Regions from separate parts of the Triticum aestivum genome. Here region 2 is linked to region 1. The links are chromatin contacts, called in public Hi-C maps. All regions are on one chromosome and are shown on one strand. Each heading gives the region's core, a stretch centred on a gene start, on an enhancer-like site or on the middle of the called end of the contact. The rest is flanking DNA. Distances are from core to core; before and after follow the strand shown.

Region 1 (5,581 bases), core at 2,588-5,087:
CACGAATATCCAACAACTCGGTATCCTCGATACCACAGTGATCTTTCCGGCGATCATGCAAAATGGCAACTCATTTGGATATGCCTAGCTTGCACCTACTTCACAAAGCTTCTTTTTGGATAGAAACTTTGCAAAATCATAATTAAATAATTACTAGGCAAATGAGGTTGCATTTTGGCATGTGGCAATGATATGGACATGAAAAGGTGTCCAAGGAGTTTGAGGTCAATTGGGAAAAGGAAAATAGCACTTGCTTCACAATGTGCCATTTAGGGCAGAATAGGAAATGAATTATTTGAGCATGATGATAAACATGATAAATGAAATATTTTGCCATATTTGAGAAAGATATGACCCAAACAATTTATGAGAATTATTTGGGAATTTTAGGAGTGATGGGAATAAAGGTTGCTTCACAACCTAGGGCAATTTGAGTTATTCCTTTAATAGAAAAGGAATATTCCCAATAAAAAGAATATTGGGATTTGGGCTAGGATGAAAATGACAGGGTCTAGGGAAGGGTTTGGGAATGACAAGCCACTCTGGAAACAAAGAAGAGGGCATCTTCTTCAGTTTCCAGACCACAAAGCCACGTAAAAAGAAAACTCAAGCAAAAACCTCAGAAAAACAAAAGAAAAAGAAAGGGCCAAAAATCAGGCTGTCACACCTTGGTACTATCAGAGTCGGCATACTTGACGAGAGCCGCCATTAGCTCCCCCATGTCGTTGCAGTGGCATTTAAGCCGCCCCAGCTTCTGCTTCAAAGGGAGAAAGAAATGACCCAAACAATTCTTCTCCAACATCAGGACTGCTGACCTGGCGTTGATACTATCCGACGAGTGTATGACAGCTGAGATCCGGCGCACCCAATGGGTTGTTGACTCGCCCTCACCTTGGACACAAGAATCCAAATCCAGGATTGACATAGGCTGCTTGCACGTGTCTTTAAAATTCTGGATAAAACGGGCCTTCAACTCTGCCCATGACCTAATGGAGTTAGCAGGTAGCCCTTTCAATCAAGTACGAGCCGGCCCATCCAACATCATGGTAAAATACTTAGCACATGCAGCATCACTAACATCCAGCATCTCCATGGCCATCTCATAACTCTCAATCCAAGCTTCAGGGGGTTGATCTGCCGTGTAATTAGGCACCTTACGAGGACCCTTGAATCCTTAGGCAAACGCTTGTTACGCAGAGCCGACACTAAACATGGTACACCTAAGGTTTTAGAGGTCACTCCTGCCTCCACCGAAGTTAACGGATAAACCGGAGATTGTTGTTGAGCCGCTAACTGAGCCGCCAGCTCAGCCTCTCGACGCGCTCTGCCCTGATCCACCAAAGTCCGAGCATCTACACCTCCGCGCGCCGGGTCATGCCCACGAGGCTGGTTGCGGCGTTGTTCACTGCTCGAAACTGCTGGTGAGTCAATGTGTCTGCTATAACTCCGGCTTGGATGAGGGGTTGAGTGAATCCTTTCACGGCTGTATGAATAAGCCGCCTGCTGATCCAATGCTATCTGAAGAAGTTCTCTAGCCCTTCGTGTCTCAATCGCAGCCGGAGACTCGCCTTCAACTGGGAGAGCCGCCAATCGTGTCGCCGCAGCAATCATATTATCCAAAGGGTTAGAATAATGACTCGGAGGGGTTGGTACGTGCTGAGGCGGAGTAGTATTCAAACGGGGCGGATCCATCGTACGCGGCTGAGCCGGCGCTCCAGCCCCGGGCATCTCAACCACCCGGTTCACCACCGACGGGTCACTGGTCCCTGCTCCAGGCGTATTGAAGAAGTTTCTCGCATCATAAACCGGGGGTAAGCGACTCTGGTGCGTCCTTCTCATGATTTCATTTGAAGCGTTTTGATCCAAGGTGAGCCGGAAAGAGTCTGCATGAATCTGTTGTGCCTGGGCATCCAAAGCAGCCTGCTCTGTAGCCATCCTAGTGTTCTCAGCCGCCAGTTCTTCCTTGGCTTGAGTGATCTCTTCTCGCAACTTCGCCACATCAACCTTATGATGTTCCTGAGTTTCCGGGGTTACCTCCACCCCCATTAGAGTCGCCAAAGCTTCCAACAATTCTATGAGAACTTGAGCCGGCGGGCGTGCAGAGCCGCTAGCACCAGCCGCCGCCGCAGCAGTTGAGCTGGAGGTCATAGTCGCGGCGGTTGTTGAACCAAGCGCCGGTTGTGTACCGGCCATGAAGATCGCGACCCTGTTCAGCGGCTCATAGGGGTCCGGAATACTGTCACCATCGGAACAGCCCCCAAGTTGGTCGTCTTGCAGTTGATACCTTGAATTAGTCTCGCCTGTGGACGATTCACCATCAGAGTAGATGGCCGTCTCACCACCAGACACAGATCCTTCTTCAACTTTCGCCCCATGGATGAAACCAACAAAGGCGTGCTTCACGGCGGGTTGAACCCAGGCGGGTCGTGCACGCTGAGCCGTCTCGATGATGTCGGTGCAGGTGTCCGGCTCAGGGCCCGGTTCGCCGATCTTGCCGATGAAGACGTGGATTCCGCCGATCTTGCCGAAATGAGACGGCCTCGAGGCCCCAGCCTACATCGTCGATGTAGAGCTTGCCGCGACGACTCTTGGTCATCCGGCCCACAGCGTATCCCTTGATGCCCTCAAAGTTGCCCTTTAAGAACTCGAAACCACCGTGCGCCAGCCCCACGATGGGCGCCAACTGTCGTGGAATTGTCACGGCAGATGTCCTAGTGGAAGGACTTAGTCATGGAGCCACCGCAACTAGGTTAGGTTAAAGGGGTTAAACGGGACAAAAGACACAGAGGGTTTATACTGGTTCGGCCCCTTACGGTGAAGGTAAAGGCCTAATCCAGTTTGAGGTAGTATTGCTTGGGTTTCGATTACCATGGAGCGAATACGCTTGACCTAGTCCTCGATCTCTTGTTCCTTGCCCTAAACCGCCGTCGGGTCGTCCCTTTATATACACAGGTTGACGCCCGGTGGCTCACAGAGTCCCGGCCGGCTCATACACAACGTGTCCAGCTTGGTGACTAATTACACTTGCCTCACAAAACAAGTCATACACATATGGCGGTTCATCCTCTTGGGCCTTCAGTCGCCTCTGGGTTTTGGGCCGTCAACGGGCTTGCATGATCCACCATCTTCTTTGATAAGTCACCAGTGGTATGACCCGGCCTCTCCTGGGCGGTTCATACCCAGTAGTTATATCCCCAACAGGGTGCGAGATTGACCATTTTACCTTCTCTCTGGGGTGTGTTTGGTTTGAGGATTAGGTGTCATCGAATGGGTTGATTCCGTCTCTGGCAGCCCGTACTCGTGTTCACTTGGTATGTAACCAGAACCGGACTGTCCGCATGCAATAGATATTCCCCCGAGATGCTTCATCTAGCGATGCCTACGATTTGGAGGAACCGCCTCATTATTCATCTGTCAAACGCAAATGAAATGTTCATATGAGCACGTGAGAGGTAATCTCACCATCCATATGAAAGAGGTGAGTGAAATCAAAGTCTTCTCATTCTTATTCCATCTCTCAACCTAACACATGGACAAAATCAATTTAGGTCTTTTTTATCTACAACTAAACACAAGAATGGAACCGACCCATGCATCGGGAATGGAACCATGCCACCCCATGTCTTTTGATCCTCAAACCCAACGCACCCTATTATCCTGCCTCTGCCTCAGCAGTCAACCGTAGGGTACACAGGCACGGAAGAGCGAGGGCGTGAGCCCACAGTGCGCTCTTGGTGGTGGGTCCGCGGGCACGTACGCTGCAGGAGAGGGGCGTTCGGGTCCCGTTGGGTGACCGGGATAGCACGGCACCGAACCCATGTGCGGCGCGGAGGCGCAGGCGGGCCACGCCACGGCCGCCGCGCCCAGGTGCGGGACACGTCGGCGTCAGGCCCTTCACCTCTGTGAGTGGCCCCCCGGCCCCGTGCCAGCAGCAGCAGTACACTGGCGCCACTGCATTTACGCTCCTGCGCGAGCTAGCGAGCGAGCACTGAGCAGATGGAATTGGAATGGCATGGCATGCACGTTGATGACGAAGCGCTGGCAAATTGACGACGGGATTTTGGTTATGTGATTAGACAGCCTAGCACCTACCACCTTGATCATCCCTCGGCCAGCCACAGCCAAGCTAATTGTCCCGGATCAACAGTCAATTCTATGGGTGCCGCATGCGCCATGCATGCGCGTGGACAGTTCAAGCTCTATACCACTTGAAGCCACCGCGCATACGTACGTAGAGCGGTAGAAGAAGAAAACATTCAAAGGGGGAGAATCATTGTACTGTTTCGGCATCGTCAAGAGGAAATCCATGTACTGTTCTGCACCGTTAGGTAACGTCGCGCGCGTTGGATCATGCTCATGCATGGTGCATGCCATTGAAGGCGGAGCAGGAGCGTAGCGTCCTCCGGAGCACGGCGCGGCGGACCAGCGAGCGGCGGGGGCGCGGGAAAGGGTCAACAGTGGCGCGCAACCTAACGATCGATGGAAACTCTCTGGAACGTACGTACGTGCTACGTGCATGGTGGTGCTCGGGTGTTCGGTCGACGACACGTACGAACACGGAACAAGCCGTTCGGTGCGGCGGCGATCGTCGTAGGTTGATGGACAGCGGTGTGTTTTAGCGCGTATACGTACGTAGTGTGTTCGGTTCGGTCCATCGGTGATCGGCCACGGCAGCGACTTGGAGGACATGCAATCCGGGGAAAAGGAAAGGCAACTCGAAATTTTCTGCCCGAGGCCGATCATCTATTATCTATTACTAGTAAGCGTGCACGTGCAACATACGTATCATCATGTAAAAAGAAACCAGCATTCATCTTAGAAAGAAAATAGATCAGTAAAATAAACAAAATATAATGGTGTACCAACAAAATATAATGATGATCAAAATAATGAAAATAAAGCTAGGGATATTCATAAATGTAAAGTATTGTTCATGGACAGGGATGCTCTCTGAACCTACACATTACACTTGCATCCTTTATAGTTTATGTAAGATCAAAAAATAGCTAGGCATTGGTGATCATGAATTTACCTTCTAACCAAGTTATTTGCTTCATTATCTGGATTCTTTTTTTAGCGAGAAAACATCCGATCTATTCATCTTCAATCATGACAGTACAACGAACATCAGAAATAATAAAAATTACATCCACCTAGCGACGACTACAAGCACTGAAACGAGCGGAAGACACGCCGCCGTCATTGTCCCTTCCTAACCGGAGCCGGGCAAAACTTGTTGTAGTAGACAGTCGGGAAGTTGTCGTGCTAAGCCTCCATAGGACCATCGCAGCAGAACAGCAACCACCGCCGATGAAGAGTTACGTGGCGCAGTGGATCCAACCTGAAGACACAAACGTAGACGAACGACAAACAGATCCAAGGAAATCCACCACAAGCGGATCCGCCGGAGACACACCTCCACACGCCCACCGACGGTGCTAGGTGCACCACCGGAACGGGGGCTAGGCGGGGAGAACCTTATTCCATATTCAGGGAGCCGCCTCCGTCTCGCCTTTCTGAACAGGACACAAACCCTAACAAAACTCGAAAACACATCTAAAAATGAAGCCCCCCATAGGCA
Region 2 (6,013 bases), core at 428-2,927, 520 kb before region 1:
GTTAGGTTTGGCTGCGAGGTCTGTTTGGTATTAGGCCAAGACTTTCAGCGCCCTTACATCAACTGGATAGGGATAGCGACAAATGTTGCTTAGTTTGGTGGCTTTAGGCTTATTGTTGTATGACTCTGTAAAGTCTTGTGTCAATAATTAATAAAATGGCCGTATGCATCGTCCAGATGCAGAGGCCGGGGGTCGTCCTCTTTTTCTAAAAAAAAATGAGATATAATTTGGTCTCATTCATCTTGAAAACAAAAACAGATACAACCCACGTCAGCACACACGCATCTTATAGAATCACATCTAATGGCTATAAAAGATGAATGAAACCAAACTATATCTCATCTAGATGAGTTCTAGCAAAACTGCTAATTAATTGTGCTTGGAGCAAGTACATAATCTATTTTAAAAATCTGTACGTAGTTTGGGTCGGAGGATTGCTTAGGGCTTCCTTTGCTTAGTCCCGTCCTCCTCTTCTCTGTCGTGCAACCAAGTTGCTGCTGCTACTAAGCAACCCTAGATAGGGAGTCACTTTTTTGTTGTAATAATAATATAAACTTAGATTACTGTACTAGGTAACCTCTAAATTCTGTGTAAAGCTAGGAAGGAAGGATCTTCTTTCCAAGCAAGCAATAATCCCATCCTTTCCTTTTTGCCTGCACATATTCTCCTCTGACTCTGAATGATAGGCAATCACGCATCTTTCTTCGGGATATATTACTGCTAGATATTTTCACACGTACGGTTCCATCCGCTACATGAGCTTAGAGATTCCTCCCGTTTATCCCAGCCACTAAACACAGGTTAATCGTCATCTAGGCCGTGGTTAGAATCTTACTACTCAGAGAGGGTGAGTAACTAAATCATCGTCGACGACGCACCTTGATTAGATCCACGTACGGCCGGCCGTGGCTGGACGTCGCAGTAGAGAATCCGATCCTACCTCTCGGGTTACCCGGCTGCTGTAAGAAGAAGGAATCGGAGGGATGAGAGAGGGATTGGCGGGCACGGAACGCATCTCTGTGGCTTGCGCTCCCGACCACGGAAGGCAGAACCGAATGCGCTGCTAGCTACCCAATTGCTACTGTTGCGTATTATACTATTCGGTCTGCGTTCGTTTGCGGCCTCTCAACGGACGACAGCCGAACAGATCCGGGGAAAACGGTATTTGGCCTCGAATATATGCGGGAAAGGGACGGCGCTCGTTGTGGTGTCTGTGCTGATTTGGTTAGAGTTCTAATGTATTGTATGCGAAAAAAGAGAGGAAATTCAGCGCGGCCAGGAGCTAGGATGCTGGCGAGCTTATGGTGTTCGTGCATGGATGATGATCATGGCAGCAAGCAAGCGGACAGAGAGGAGGGGGAGGAGGAACTCACATGCACGTTGGATGGGACGGAGGAAGACGAAGTACTCCTTGATAATGTCTTCCCGGAGGTAGAAGCCGAGCTGCCCTGCCTGCCTGCTCGAGGTGTACGCGGCTAGCTCAACTGTGGTTATCAATAGCGGATTGGCGGTGCGCTGGATGCGTCAATGCCTGCCCGGGGGTTTTATTCGGGCGAGCGGCGGAGGAAGGAGACGGGTTGGAGAGTGGAGGTGGAGGTGGAGGTGGCGGTGGTGCTCCGTTTTATTCCCGCCGCAGGAAAGGAAGCAGCGCCCGCGCGCGCGGCGCCTCTATATTTTACTGCGTTTCGTTGTCTCTCTGTTGGCTGTACCTGTACGCGCGCCCGGTGCGGTTTTCTTCTGTTCTGTTTTCGGCTCGGTATAAGGAGTATTTTGTACGTGCCACACGCGTACACGCACCACCTCCACCTCGTTCTCCACATACACACGCTTGGCTCCGGACCCACGGCCCGTTGCTGTATACATGTCCAGCCAGCAGCCATCCGGCTGAATCTTCTGAGCTCCATAGGCTGTGTATACGTTTTGGATCTACCCGCGAGGTTCAGGTTGTCAGTTGTCACTGTGACCAACTGACCATTTTTTTTGCCAAATGTGACCGACTAAGCATGCTGCGCCATATCATTTTTCTGGAACTCGTTGCCATATCATCGTTTGCACAGCGACCGTGTGGACACGTACGGAAGTAAACGAGCTACCACGAGCCTCCTTCACAAAAAAGATGTGGACCGAGTTGACCCCACCACAAGCTAAACCCCGGCGACTCTGGTCCGCGCGCCTCGGCTTGGATTTTTGCGTACATGGCCCACGCCGGCGTGGTCTCACCGCCACAATTTCACGGAGACGGCAAAGACGAGCGAGAGATTGCAGTCTCTCGGCCCAGGGCCCAGGCCCCGTATCCGCCACAACTGGGGCAGATTTTTTTCTTGCGTTTGTCTGCATGTTGATGGATTTTTTGCTTCTCTCGCGAAAACTTACATGTGGATGAGTGGATGGATGGGCAACTGGACAATGCCGGGGACTGGGAGGACAGATGCAAAATCGGGTCTTTCTTAACCTTTTCTAATGGCTGGCCGTGCTGGAGGGCACTGTTGCGTCACGAGGTGCGGATCCCGGGTTATCCCACCAACTGACACAAGTTGTAAGACTGCCTCAGCAAAATCTTCCTCGTATACCTTCGTCAAAATAAACAACATGGGCCTAGCTAGAGCATGCCTGTGTACTAGTATTTGGCTCTCCCACCAAGTCTCGAGATCATAATAAGCTCTTCGACCCTCTAAAGTCCAGACATTATCCTTAGGGTAATGGGTCTTAATTTGACCCATACTATCTATGCATATCCACTTAGGCTGACGATTTCACTTTCTGATCAACGGATAGTGTACTTTTGCGAGTATGATAAACCCTGCTGCATGATTAGTGCGCTTTAGTCTGACCCGTCCGACTCAACAACTGACCCCTCCATAGGCCTACAGCCAGCCAGAGCCAGCTGAAGAACCACAACACAAAGCCACTTGTGATTGTGAATCGACCGACCCACACATGCATGTATGCCCGGTGAGCAAGCAAGCAATCACTTGCAAGGAATAATCGTCTCAGCAAACATATATAGCAGGGATATGGCCGATCTCGATCACTCTTTCGTGCACTTTTGGACCACGCGCGCCGGCGCACGTCATGGCGCCCCATATATGTCCGTGCATGTGCAACATGCTCGGGGAACCGCGATAACCGTACGTGCACACTTGTACATGTAGATGGTGTGCATCATCATGTGCTACGACTCGTCAATGTCAGCTGGCTTTGGCTACGGCTACGTAGCGCCTTGCACGGCTGGATTTCGCGCGGCGACGTGGACGGATCCTTGACCTCCGTAGTGCAGGCACGTACTTTCCCACCAAGACGCACTCTCTGGTCTGGTGCATATGGATGTGGAGGAGCACGAATCGGGTGGGTGCGTTCGTGGTTTGTATATGGTGCAAAAGTGCATAAGAGTGCACGTAGAGGACAATTTTTTTTTTAGCGTACGTAGAGGACAAATTGAATGCATTGATGCAGCGAACATTTCCCATGCCATATCATTTTAGAACATCAGCTTTTTTTCACACATGGTCGAGGACAGAAAAGGGATAGATTCCGTTGTATATAATACCCAAAATACAGTTCATGGAAGTTAATATTTCGCGCAACATAATTTATCTATTTTGTTGCCTCGTGTGTAGGTTAAATTTGACTTAACTGTGTGGCGAGATAAAAATACTTCCGTAATCTGCTACTATGCTTGGAGGTTGTTTTTGCATCACTATTTTTTATTATAAATTGCTCATTTATAACCATGTTTTATATATTATGTCATCATTCTTATACCGTTTTCCCCTTTCATTTTGCATGTGTACAAGAAACAGGGGGGGACAATGAGAAGCTGTCAGAAAGGACCAGTCGAAGGCAAAGTAAAGAAAATATTTTTTTTCTCAAGCCCGAATAATTCCAGAAAAAATAAAGACTATTTGCATGAAGAAAAAGAGCCAATGTGAAAAGTCCCAGGCCTAGGACTGGCATTTGGAGCCCACACCCCCACGAGTCGAGGCCCAAGGGCGGCCACTTGGTCGTGTGGGGCTTGTAGGGACCCGGTGGTCTCCACTCTGGTCTCCTTATTCTTACATCAGGGAAAAACACTAACTTGACTATCTAGGATTTTTTTTGCCACTAAGGCAAAATGGGGAGCACTTTTCCTCAACCGAGGGGCTGATTTTGCCGGGATCAAACCCCTTCGGACAGGGGAATTCAAAGCCATCGTCATCACTAACACTCTAGGCATTGTGGGGATCATCTTCATACACACCACCTTCACCAACTCCATCTACAACACCAACCCCAACCCCATCTACATCTCCCTTTCAATCTATGTACTTGTTATAGATCGGTTAATGTGGTCACTTTCCGGTGTTAGTCAGTGCATTGTGATTTATTGGTGAAAGATTTATATGTTCAAATTGTTAGCCATATAATTAACCCATTGCTCACGTTCATTATGACGTCTTTTGAGTAATCTATTATGTACTTGAGGACTTGGGAGAAACCATGTTGTTAGCAACCATATGAAGTTGCATCAAGTTTGATATTTTGATGTTATGTTGTGGTGTAATTCTCTAATCGTGATATTCAAACATCAGTTGCATGTCACTTCACCTATATGGGCCTAGAGGATAACATTATATAATTATTTTATCTAGGAGGGGTGGCAGGAAAGGCAAATATTACCATGCCCTAACTTTATAAACTATTGCATGACGAATTAATGGGGACCCTAGAATCTAACACTATGGTTAGCTGTTATCTTAATCATCCTTGGTATCTGTTGATTCTTATTAAAGTATATAATCATAAGTATGTATGAGTCCAAGTAGGGTGGTACATAAGCGTAGGCTCCACCACACACTTACCGAAGCAACAAAAGTTATAGTTAACGAAACTAGGTGAAAACAACATGGTAAAATACTCTCCTGTCCTCCAGAATGATTTGACCAATATAAGAAACACAACCGGCATTTCCTTCGCACAAATAAGGATTGGGCTACTTATTGCACTTATTTACTTTAATTGCTATTTACATTACTGCACTTGCTCTCTAAATCAAGCAAACAATCAAACAATTTTTTTAACTTTTGTAATGATTCCTTGATGATTTCCATAAGCCAATTAGATGCGGAGCATCCTTCGGCCATCCCCATGGACACCACACCGACTCATCAAGCACCAAGTGGACTGCTACTTGTGAGCTATGTTGGGATTTCCTCGAAGAGGAGACGATGATGCAGTATAGTAGAGATAAGTATTTCCCTCAATTAAGAACCAAGGTTATCAATCCAGTAGAAGAACCACGCAATACCTTGTTAGCAGTACCTACACACAAGATAACAAATCCTTGCACCTAACATGAACAAGGGGTTGTCAATCCCTTGGCAGTAACTTGCAAGATTAAATTGTACGGTGATAGATAGATAGACCGAACAAAAATACAAAATAAAATAAATAAGGAAAAATTGCAGCAAGGTATTTTTGGTTTTAGTATATGATAAAATGTAGACCCGGGGGCCATAGTTTTCATTAGAGGCTTCTCTCTTGAAAATAGCATACGGTGGGTAAACAAATTACTGTTGGGCAATTCATAGAAAAGCGAATAATCATGACGATATCCAAGGCAAGGATCATGTATATAGGCATCATGTATGAGACAAGTAAACCGAAATGATTCTACATCTACTACTATTACTCCACACATCGACTGCTATCCAGCATGCATCTAGAGTATTAAGTTCATAAAGAACGGAGTAACGCTTTGAGCAAGATGACATGACGTAGACAAAGTAAACTCATGCATGAATAAAACCCATCTTTTTATCCTTAATAGTAAAGATACAATACATGTCATGTCCCTTCTGTCACTGGGATTGAGCACCGCAAGATCGAAGCAAAGCACCTGTCCCATTGCAAAAAAAATCAATCTACTTGGTCAAACAAAATCAATAGATCAGAGGGAAATACAAAGCTATAATAATCATGCATAAAAGAGTTGAGAGAAAACTCAAATAATATTCATGGATAGATCTGATCATAA

Evidence for each region. A called contact is a pair of places that touch in the nucleus more often than the background predicts.
Region 2: a contact with region 1 is called in a Hi-C map of leaf, with 2.8 times the contacts expected there. The contact joins the promoter of LOC123077525 here to the enhancer-like site in region 1. A contact is called at or near these places in 2 of 5 Hi-C or Micro-C datasets (both in leaf).

What each region holds. Positions count from the first base shown.
Region 1 is chr3D:75,273,862-75,279,442 of IWGSC CS RefSeq v2.1, reverse strand. No RefSeq gene overlaps it. Among protein-coding and RNA genes, the nearest start is that of LOC123074173, 5.7 kb to the right of the region's middle. Within about 2 kb of position 3,837, at least 6 of the 8 cell types and tissues checked have an H3K27ac peak or open chromatin away from gene starts, as enhancers often do. A contact at or near this core is called in leaf, where this site is marked.
Region 2 is chr3D:75,791,507-75,797,519 of IWGSC CS RefSeq v2.1, reverse strand. It overlaps LOC123077525 (probable serine incorporator), which reads right to left and starts at 1,677. Exons shown (of 10, transcript XM_044499804.1): 1 at 1,374-1,677. The coding sequence starts at 1,375.